Regions from separate parts of the Zea mays genome. Here all the other regions are linked to region 2. The links are chromatin contacts, called in public Hi-C maps. All regions are on one chromosome and are shown on one strand. The core of a region is the stretch at or near the end of the contact, and the rest is flanking DNA. Distances in the headings are between cores, read along the strand shown. Region 1 holds the start of LOC100277484 (Ternary complex factor MIP1-like). Region 2 holds the start of LOC100193423 (VIN3-like protein 2). Region 3 holds the start of LOC103626634 (tyrosine-sulfated glycopeptide receptor 1).

Region 1 (3,711 bases), core at 350-2,849, 170 kb before region 2:
GATCATTTAGCTTCTTTTCAAGGTTTGAAACGGTAATCTCCAAGGAGGCGATGTTAATCAGTAGCTCCTGTGCCTGCAGAACGAAAGGTTGAAAGAGCGTGGTCACTGGATGCCTTAGCCGTCTAGAACATGATATCGAATAAGCACAAAGAAACATGTGAAATTTAATCATCAGAGTTATCAAGCCCACACCTTGTGTGGAAGCTTCATAGAAGACTTCAGTATAGGCGCAACATTTTGTGTAACAGCATCCGCCAACGCCACGTGCAGATCAACCTCTTCTTCAAGCTGCCTCTGCAATTTCTTGACCTGCACGATTTTGACAGGGTTATTGAATCGCATCAGGTGACACAATTACAGCATAGCGAGAAACAAATCACAGGGCTTAAGAGGATCATCCACCTCCTGTTCGAGCTGCGACCTGTACTGCCGCATCCTGTGTCTATCATCTCTCTTCCCACCACCGTTGCTCTTACCTATCCCATCCTACAAACGAGTAAACAAAAAAAAACAATTGCTGCGACATTAATTCGCTGGAAAGAAACCAAATCGAAGAACCAATAAGCAACAAGATTGTTGGTTGACTAAACAGACTGTGGTACTCAATGGGAAGTAGGGACCAGGGAGGTTAGGGACAGTTCATCCAGGTCCCCCACATGAAGTGCGCAGCGCAGGGGAGCACGCGGTGTAGCTGAGGCCGACAGTGCCCTCCGCACCACGGCACAGCACCAGCGAAAGGACACCAACTTTGCTACGCTTGCCGTTAAAATCTCGCTTTTGTCCACCGAAAAAAATAATTTTTTAACTTTCTCTGAACAATGTTGTACCGAATCCAGACAGAAAAAATTGTGGATTTTGTGCAGGGTGAACGCTGCGCTAATTGGACGAATGAAAGTCAACCGAGAGCTTACCCCGGACCAGGAGCAACTGGCCTCCACCGCCGGCGCCGGAGCGTTGCCGTCCCCGGTGGCCAGATGTGCTGAGCGCTGCAGCGAGCGCGCCGAGCCTGCCGGTCTCCGCCCGCCGCCGGCAGCCACCTTCTGGATCAAGCCGCCCCTGGAACTGGAACCCAAGCAGAAACATGGCATTCGCACAGTCCGTGAAAGATTCAGCGAGAGTAACGAGACAAAGAAAACGCATCAGACGAAGGGGCCGGGAATCCCACTCACACCAGGGCAGCCGCCACGTCGTCGGCGGCGGCGGGCGAGACGGCGTCCTCGGCGCGCACACACGTCATGGGGGCCAAGGCGGCGCCGATCAGGCGAGGCCCTCTCGGTGGAAGCGGAGAAGAATGCGGGCAATGCGCCTCCTCCTCGATCGGCAGCTGTAGGAAATCGCGGGGCGGGATAAAATTGACGGCTCAACGGGTCAGGGAGGTGACTGTGCCTGCTCCCTGCCGCGGCCGTTGAGTTTGGAAAGGGAACCGATGGAAATGAAAACGGGCGTGTGGGCGCGCGACGGCTTTATGCTCACGGCGTGCGTGCGGGTTGGGGAGTAGTCGCTGCCAGGGAGGGAGGGAGAGACAGGAGGGGAGGTTGGAGGAGGAAGAGTAGTGGGGGGCGAGTCTTGCTGGTGACGGGGCTGACGGCTGCTCTTGACAAGAACAGTAAACAAACAAGAATGCGACTGCAAGCAAGTGGTTGGTTACCACGTAGGAGGATCTCGGCTAAATAAATATCGTTATTATCCGGCAAGAATCATTATGCAACCATTATCAAGTTAGGTCATATTTGAATGCACTACACATAATAATAGTTAGCTAGCTAAAAATTAGTAGTATAATTAGCTGACTAACAAATAATTAGCTAACTAGGGGAAATATCTTATGCAATCATTTATATTGGTGCAAACGTGCAATCAAACGATTTGGTGCATCTAATCTAGATCTAATGATGACTGTTATTTTACATTTAACCCCTTCCACCTGAAACATAGTACCTATTTTACTTTTAACCCCTTTCATATGAAATCGTTGGATCTAGATTGAATGCTCTGGATGGTTTGGTTGCACGCTTGCACCAAATGAGTGATTGCACAGGATATGTCCTCAGCTAACTATTAGCTATTTTTAGTTGGGTTGAACCAGCTAATAACTAATATGGATAATTGAGAGTGTAGCTAATTGTTAGCTGGGTTGAACCAGCTACTAGCTAATTTTTAGCTGGTGTGTTTGAGTGTCTATAGCTAAAAATAGCTAACAGATAAACTATTAGCTAGATTGTTTGAATGTTTTGGCTAAATTTAGCAGTTGAATGTATTAGAGCTAGCATTTAGCTACTAAAATTAGCTGAAGACATCCAAATAGTCTAGCTAATAGTTTAGATATTAACTAATAGTTGGATAGCTATTTGTTAGCTAGTTAATTCTACTAGTATTTTTAGCTAACTAACTATTAGCTCTAATATATTCAAACACCCAATAAGTCATATATATAAATATATATATGCGCCAGTGTGGACCAGAAGAGAAACTAGCTGAGCCGATATTCTGCTGAGAAGATCTTGGTACAGGGGTTGGCTGAGCAATGAGCTGGACCAGAAGGAAAACCGGCTGAGTCGGTCCAGAAACCGGTAGAGCTGATATTCTATAGAGAAGATCTCGGTCCAGGGGGCAACTGAGTAGGGGGTCGGACCAGGAGGAAAACGACTAAGCCGGTATTCTTTGTGTATATATATATATAAATATAAATGAAGGATGAAGGTATATATATAGGAAGGTATATTGGAAGTCCTGGGCTTCCAAATGGTAGAGGAAGCCCTGGCCGATCACTCCTGCGACCTGGTTGGACCGCAATGGCGCGCCCACCTACATCCCATGTATGTGTGCACCAGGTCAAACCTCTCCCCCGCGCGTCAGTCAAACCCCGGTCCAACATCCTACCCCCGTGTGGGACGCTGAAAGTTGCCTAGAGGGGGGTGAATAGGAGCGAAAATTTTTTCAATAAAAACTAGAAACGAACTGGGTAAAACCGGTTCAGCCGGTTTGCACAAGCTCAACTAAAAAATGAGATATAAACTGAATTGATCTCGAAATTCACCCAGTTAACTTTGGAAATGAGATGTTCTAGTTGATCCACAGGGTTCAAAGTAGTAAATCTGAGAAGGGCACTTCTCAAAATCCACACACCAAAAAGATATAAACAATTCTTCCGCGGAATTGTGAGAGAACGAAGAACACGAACAAACACAATGAGCAAGAACACGAGAGACACAAGATTTATCACGAGGTTCGGTCACACCACCAAGGTGCCCTACTTCCTCGTTGAGGCGCCCACCAAGAGCCGGGTCTCTTTCAACCCTAATCCTCCCTTTGCCGACCACAAAGGTCAAGCCCACACACTAATCTTTGCTCAAACGAGCGGGTAATACAAACTTTCTTGTGGTCTTCCACAAGATTTGGAGAGTCACAAGAGACATCTAGTCGTCTAGGAGCTAGAAGATCCAAGAGTAATGAATCCACAAAGAACTCGATGTAGTACCAAAGCTCGAATTAAAAAGAACAAGGGTTTGGAGATGAAGCACAAAAATCGTAGCTCTTCAATCTCACTCAAAGATTTCTCTCCAAAGATTTGAAATGAGAGAGGCAATAGGTGTGTGAGAGAGAGTGGGATGTGTTTCTCAGGTTAGAAATGGAGGTCCAGTCGTGCTCTTGTATGGGGGAGAGAGGTAGGAGTGAGTATATATAGGTGGGGCTCCAAAACTAGTCGTTTTT
Region 2 (3,758 bases), core at 1,238-3,737:
TAAAAGGGGGTGGGGGCGCGTTTTGAACTTTATCTTTCCGCGCGCCGCGAAAACCCTAACTTCCTTTTCAAACCGCTCGCTTGCTCGTCTTCCCTCCTTGCTCCTGCTCGTCGGAGATCTGGCCCGTGTGAAGCAGACCGCCCGCCGCCGCCGACGGTACGTAGCCATGCCGTCCTCTTCCTCTTCTGCTGCCGATACACCGCCGACCGACGGATCATCTGAGGAGATGCTGAGCAATGTGGCGGCGGAGGAGTTGCGTCCCGGCGACAAAGTGGAATTCGGCGCGTCGCAGATGTCCTCGGTCCGCGTGCAAGACATGCAACAGCTTGGGTATTTTGGCGGCGGAGTGGGACGGTGGGCGCCAAATGTTGGAACTTGCTCTCCTGGGCAAGTTGATCCAACGGGGAAGTGAAAGCAGTGCGAACAAGGCTTTTACTTGAGATGGCGATAGCTCTGTTAATCTAGCCTCTCAAGGGCACTGTGCGGGGGTATTTATAGGTGTCTGAGTGCCCAGCGTCAAGGATTAAGGACGCATGTGCCCTCAGGTGCCTAGGTCCTCCCCGGAATATTCCCATTAAAGCAGGGTTACAGACTGTAATAATAGAAAAACCTTTACAATTTAGTCCCGTAATGCGCAGCGACAACGCGGGGCCCGTTATGACAGGCCGGATTGCACGTGGGCTCTCGTGTTGGGCGACGCCGCGGGATGGGGCGACCTCGCCATAGGTCTTCGTCCTTCGGCATGTCGGACGAAGGGTGAAATCTGCCAGTCGTCGTCTCCGTTGATGCAGCGAGACCGGCGAAGGCATCGAGCGAAGGGTAGCGTCTTCGTCTTCGCCCCAACATTTGCCTTCCCTTGCTTATAGACCTTTTAACACTCATCAGATTACAATCTAGGATTTTGGAGCTACAAATAGGACATTAGATGCTAAAGATAGACATCGATATTTTAGTCAAATAAATGATACCATATATATACTTTTTGAGACAATAATTACGAATATATATATATATATATATATACCACATTTATAATTTGTTATACAACCGAAAACAACCTAGCACGTTTAGAAACTTCACAACCAGTCAGGGGCGGATCTTAAGGGGGATTGGAGGCTCTAGTAGTGATGGCAACAAATAAACTATCCATAGATAATGACTCTGGACATCCATATCTGAGACTTAACTCGATACCCGAATATGTATCTGTTATCCGCCACAGATAAAAAACCATACCCACATTCGCTACCCGCGGACAACAGATATCCAAAGATATATACGTTTGCCCATTAGCCACATACACCAGTTTTAAATCCTGCAAATCCAAATATGACGATAATTGATTTGTCCAACAAATTCAAATATGATAAAGACGTAAAGCGGCATAGAATTTGTGCATCAAATCAAATCTGATACAAGCATAGAATTTGTCACCGACATACAACGACATAGAATTTATCACCGCCAAAGGCTGCTCGCACTATGGCGATTGGGAACTAGGAAGGATCGATGAGTGATGGGGTTGGGTTGGTGGGACTTGGGTCTTGGGTATGTAGTGTGCGGATGGGGATGGGGATGGGTGGAAACCCTAGCGACCCACATGTCAAGTTAACCTGTAATTGGATATTCGGGTATGTATAATATTTTTATATCCGTTCTATAAATATGCGTGGATATTAGGTGCTACTCGTATTCGTATTTGTGGGTACAGACTTGTATCAAATCCATACCGAATGAGTTTTTTTATGCTCGGGTGTGCAGATAAATCATATCCATGCCATCCCTAGGCTCTAGCTCCCTCACATCCATGAAACTCTATTGGAGAAAGAGATGAAGAGTAGATAAAAAGAGAAGAGAAAGAAGAAAAAGAGAGGGGAAAAAAATAAGCCTCATCTTAGTCATCTACCAAGTTATGCTGCCTGCCATAGTTCACCAGAAAATCAGCTTATCATTTCTGGGTCCGCTATTACTGTCAGTGTCAGTGATAGACTTAGAACTGCACGGTTCACATCACTTGACCTAAGCTTAACTGCATCCGCACGGTATGCACTATGCCCACATGCCACAGCCACACATGGATGTGTACGTACTGATTCTCGTCATTATCACAAATATGTGCTGCGTGTTGTCGTTGTTACATCACCTATACGGCATAGAGACATCATAATTCATACATACCTTTTACTTTTAGCCTCGCCGGTTCGAAGAGTTGCCCAACAACCCCTCTCGTTTCAAAGTCATCGAGGCTAATGAGATTATCGGCTAAAAAACCGCGGTCTCCTGCCAAACTAATTTGACCCTAGCTAATAACCGTCCCATCGAAACTAGCGGCCCACCGGCCGGCGGCCGCCGCCCGTTCAACGAACGAGTAGCGGGACAGCTCAGGAATACGTGGGAACTCGGGGGTGTCCACCGCAAAAGCGGCACCATCGCGTCGTCGATCCGCGTGCCGAGTCCCAAGGCCGGGCGTTAACCCCGCGTGGTCGCGTGCAGCAGCCAGCCAGCCAGCGCCCCCTGCTCTGCTCTGCCCAGCGGGAGGACAGGAGAGAGGAGTCCACGCGAGCGGAGAGGAGAGGAGAGGGAGAAGAACGAGGGAGAGGAGAGAGATCTCCCCCCACCCACCCCGACCCTTCCTCCTCCCCTCGGCCTCTCCGGCGGGCGGGCAATTCGGCCATGGATCCCCCACGCGGAGGTCAGCACCCCTCCTCCCTTCCCTCCTTCCACGGTTTCCCTATCCCCGTACTTCTCCGCGCCGCGGTCGCCGCGCGCGCGGCTCGATCCGCGCGACCGGTGGTTCGCCCCACGGGTCTCCGCGTGCGGCCACGGCCGATTGGCCGCTGCGGAGCGGGATTCTCCGTTCGAGTCCCGCCGTCGAGGTTCCATGTCTCTCTCCTCTCTCTCTCTCTCTCTCGCGCGCGCGCTGGTCGCAGCGGCGGCGGGCCATCCTTCGTGCCCCGCGCGGCGCACGAGGCCGCCGCCGAATCCCAGATTTATCGTGCATGCGCGGCGCCTGGCGGTTCCCGCGCTTCGGATTGCTGGTCGGGATAGTCCGGTCGCCGACGCGTGGAGAGGACGGGCTCGGGCGCGGCGCGCGCGCGGGGGCGGGGATGCCGCCGCCGCCGGCAACGTTAGATTCGCGTGCATGCGGCGGTGGCTACTCGGTACTCGCATTGCGGCCGGGGGGATTCGGCGCCTTTACGTCGCTGTCCGGGGATGTACGTGTCCGCATCTGCCGCCCCGTTTGGTGGCACCCGGTGGTGGTAGCGAAGTATCTCTTTTTGGGACGGAAGAAAGGCCTGGGTCAGCCTCAGCTGCTGGGGGCGGCGGCTGCTGCTGCTGCTGCGGTTCGTGGACTTGGATGCCCATTGTGTGATTCCCATCGCGTTGACCGGGCCGTGTGGGATATTTATTCGGATGCACCGCTTTGTTCTTGGTTGTGTGGCCGCTTTAGGTTGGTGGAGGGTGTTGTGTGTTGATTTCGTTTGTTATACAGATTTACAGAGGGTTTACGATTCTTAGCATTGTTGCCGCCATTGTTGCTGTCTATAGGTAGACGCTACAAGTAGGAGGCTCCTAAGACCAACTTCACCGGGCTCCGTTAATTGCTATCTATCCGTTTTTTTCCGCGTCCAATAGCACTGTTTATGTGTCCAACAGACATCGTATCCAGGCATGGAAAATGCAAGCAGATTCATCCGCTCCGTATGTTGGCGTTGTCTCTCTACTCCCTGCAGTTCAACCACCACCTTCATTCGATC
Region 3 (3,452 bases), core at 268-2,767, 250 kb before region 2:
CATTGTTTCTTACCAGAAGAGCTACTGAATATATAGTATATAATACACTTGTAGGGTTCCCTCATAGAAATGACTGGCCCTAAGCGAGGCATTGAGTTGTGTGGCGAAATTATGCTTGAATTTGACATGAGGATTAAGAGGGGCGGAGAAGAGAAAGACGACCCACAGCTGATTGATGGTGTAGCAATCGTACTAGACGAGATGAGCATGCCTAGGAGTACTTATGCATTCACAAAACGGATCCACGGCGATTGTGGAGCGGTTGACATAACGGTATCACGCCTTGACTTTGCAGTTGAGGCGACGATACAACTTCACGTATCTGAAGTAGAGGGCAGCTTCAGTTTGCGTGCGGGCTGTTTTACCAGTGGGTTATGTGAAGAAATCCAGATCTTTAAGGGCACCATTAGTGAGCCGCGTGCCTTGAGGAGATGTGTTGTTGCTGCAGTACATGATACTTGGATGGATGTGAAGTTGAAGGTTGACGACTCAGGGCATTCTTATAGCAGTGATGACAATCCGGAACATTGGTGTAGCTTCAAAACGACCAGTCATGGATGGACCTGCCAACAGGTAAAGCTTGAGTTTGCATCCATATTGGTGAAGGTGACTTGGTCATCGACGTGTTTCATGGAATTGTTCTAGAGTTTAACCAAGTCTGCTGTTCTTGTTCACGCAGGCAAGTTTGTGTCTGCATGCACGCGTTTCATTTCATCTCATCCATCCTTGGTTCGTTTCATGCATGTTAATAACCAAGCATGCAGGCTTTGCTCATTCTTTTTGAAACTATCACGTTTGCTAGTTGTGTTCAGTAATAGTCTGTGTTAGGTTAAGGACCTAACAGCCGTGCTACTGAAACTGTTTTTTTTAATATTCTCCTCTTTTTTTTCCATTTTTCTTCTGTTTCCTCCCTTGTGTAGAGCTGCTCATGAGCGTCTTCCTGCGGAATCTGAACCAGAACCTGGAAATGTTTTTTTACGAACTATTTCATACGTAGCAGGCCTGGCCGTACGCGATACGCGTGTCGGCGAGTGGTGCGGACCCCCACACCAGACGCTTTCTTCGTGCTGCAATCTGGAGTTCACATACGCATGCATATATACATACATACATGTATTCTTGGTTCAAGCAAGCATGGCAAAGATAAACTTTTGAAATACATGTCCGGTAACAACTGAAATTATTAACATATGCAATCTGGAGTTCACATATGCAAGTTATAAACTTTTGAAATACATGCCACAAAAGAAACTTTTGAAATACATGGCTTCGATCTGCGGTATTCCTTTTTGAAATACAATAGGTAGATATACAGGTTACAGTACACTGCAAAGTGGCAGCCGACATCTGAGGTCAACTAAAGCAGGAGGGAGACCGAGGGCAAAAGAATTGGATCCGGTTCGTGCAGACGTGAGCGCCACATCTTGGTCAACAGAACAGCTGATGAAGATGGAACGACAAGTAGACAAGTCTATCGTGCTGCTGCATTGCTGCTTGGGGACCCAAATCGGCCACAACAGAGTAGCTGCAAGCCTGCAATTAGTAGAGACTGAGATAATGCATGGAAACAATAACACTAGTGTATATTAAATTAAATCATGATTAAAGTATGAGATCGAATCGCCATCTGAAATTATGCATATCCTGCAACGACTCAGTAGTCACAGTAACCAATGGGTGGGTGGAGACGAAAGCAGCCCCCTTTTTTTTCCTTTTGGGTTCGCGCAGAAGGTTTGGACTTTTTACATAAAACTATCATACCAGGTTGGCTCATCCAAAAACGTGGAGCTCTGAATCTGGCCGTGTGAATCAGCCGAGAAGCTGCTAACCAGCTGTGGCAAATGCGCCGGGAAAAGAAAAGGGTGTGGATGTGTGCCCACAGCAGCCATGCAGTAAGTTGACCCAATTTTCATTTCCATTTCCTACGTACGGCTGCAACTGCAAGCAACAGATAAACTGGGGGCTGCCTGTTGTCTCTTCTTCCTCCACGCGCTCTTCTGCTAGTTTCATTGGGCATCGTCGTCCAGTCAGCATCAGATCCAAGCATCTGCTTTGATGCTAGTTTCATTCATCAGGAAGCCATGCAGCAGCAGCAACGGGTGCATCCCTCACATGACAACGACAAGCACAACAACGATGGGTTTCTCAAACCTCTCCTAGGCCTCGCGCTCGCGCTCTTGCTATCCGCCTTCCTCCCGCCTACGAGCTCGTGCTCGGAGCAGGAGAGGAGCGCCCTCCTCCAGTTCCTCGCTGGACTCTCGCGGGACGGCGGTCTCGCCTCGTCGTGGCGGAATGGCACGGGCTGCTGCGCGTGGGAAGGGGTCGGTTGCGGCGCAGACGGGGCAGTCACCGATGTCTCCCTTGCTTCAAGGGGCCTTGAGGGGCAAATCTCGGCGTCCCTGGGTGAGCTCACCGCGCTGCTGCGCCTCAACCTGTCCCACAACCTGCTGTCCGGTGGCCTGCCGGCGGAGCTGACGTCGTCAAACAGCATCCTTGTCCTCGATGTCAGCTTCAACCGTCTCAACGGAGGCCTGCGCGAGCTACCTTCGTCAACCCCTCCCCGTCCTCTGCAAGTACTCAACATCTCGACTAACTTGTTTACAGGACCGTTTCCATCGACCACATGGGAGGCGATGACCAGTCTGGTTGCACTCAATGCCAGCAACAACAGCTTTACCGGACAGATACCAAGCCATATCTGCAGTAGCTCACCGGCCTTGGCTGTGATTGAAGTCTGCTATAACCAACTCAGTGGCCTCGTTCCTCCTGGGCTTGGTAACTGCTCCATGCTCAGAGTGCTCAAGGCTGGCCACAATGCCCTCAGTGGGTCACTCCCCGATGAACTCTTCAATGCTACGTCACTAGAGTACCTCTCTTTTCCCGGCAATGGTTTGCACGGAATGCTTGATAGCGAACACATCATGAAGCTCAGAAATCTGGCCCACCTTGATCTTGGAGGCAACAGGCTAAGCGGAAACATCCCAGATTCCATAGGCCAGCTCGAGAGGTTAGAGGAACTGCATCTGAACAACAACGACATGTCTGGGGAGCTGCCATCAACTCTAAGCAACTGCACAAATCTCATAACGATTGACCTCAAGGTCAACAACTTCGGCGGAGAGCTTCAGAAGGTCGACTTCTTCAGCCTGCCCAATCTGAAAACATTGGATCTTCTGTACAACAGCTTCTCCGGCACGGTTCCTGAAAGCATCTACTCGTGCAGCAAGCTGAATGCGTTGCGGCTCTCTAACAACAACTTGCATGGACAGCTTTCCCCAGCAATAGCCAATTTGAAGCATCTTGTTTTCCTGTCACTAGTTTCCAACAGTTTTACAAATATCACAAATACGCTTCAGATACTCAAGAACTGTAGGAATCTCACCTCCCTACTTATTGGAAGCAACTTCAAGGGTGAGGACATGCCAGAAGATGAGACAATTGACGGGTTTCAG

Evidence for each region. Hi-C and Micro-C count contacts between places; a contact is called where the count stands out from the background.
Region 1: a Hi-C map of leaf shows a contact between it and region 2, with 7 times the contacts expected there. The contact joins the promoter of LOC100277484 here to the promoter of LOC100193423 in region 2. A contact is called at or near these places in 5 of 25 Hi-C or Micro-C datasets (ear, leaf, leaf mesophyll and 1 more).
Region 3: a contact with region 2 is called in a Hi-C map of leaf, with 5 times the contacts expected there. The contact joins the promoter of LOC103626634 here to the promoter of LOC100193423 in region 2. A contact is called at or near these places in 6 of 25 Hi-C or Micro-C datasets (bundle sheath, ear, leaf and 1 more).

The regions. Positions count from the first base shown.
Region 1 is chr5:82,942,932-82,946,642 of Zm-B73-REFERENCE-NAM-5.0, reverse strand. It overlaps LOC100277484 (Ternary complex factor MIP1-like), which reads right to left and starts at 1,599. Exons shown (of 12, transcript NM_001313681.1): 1 at 1,170-1,599; 2 at 912-1,062; 3 at 403-486; 4 at 193-309; 5 at 1-73. The coding sequence starts at 1,237.
Region 2 is chr5:82,772,167-82,775,924 of Zm-B73-REFERENCE-NAM-5.0, reverse strand. LOC100193423 (VIN3-like protein 2) reads left to right here and starts at 2,487. Exons shown (of 4, transcript NM_001310443.1): 1 at 2,487-2,692. The coding sequence starts at 2,674.
Region 3 is chr5:83,022,097-83,025,548 of Zm-B73-REFERENCE-NAM-5.0, reverse strand. LOC103626634 (tyrosine-sulfated glycopeptide receptor 1) reads left to right here and starts at 1,517. Exons shown (of 1, transcript XM_008647037.3): 1 at 1,517-3,452. The coding sequence starts at 2,082. It overlaps LOC109939935 (a long non-coding RNA gene), which reads right to left. Exons shown (of 2, transcript XR_002262314.3): 2 at 1,140-1,533.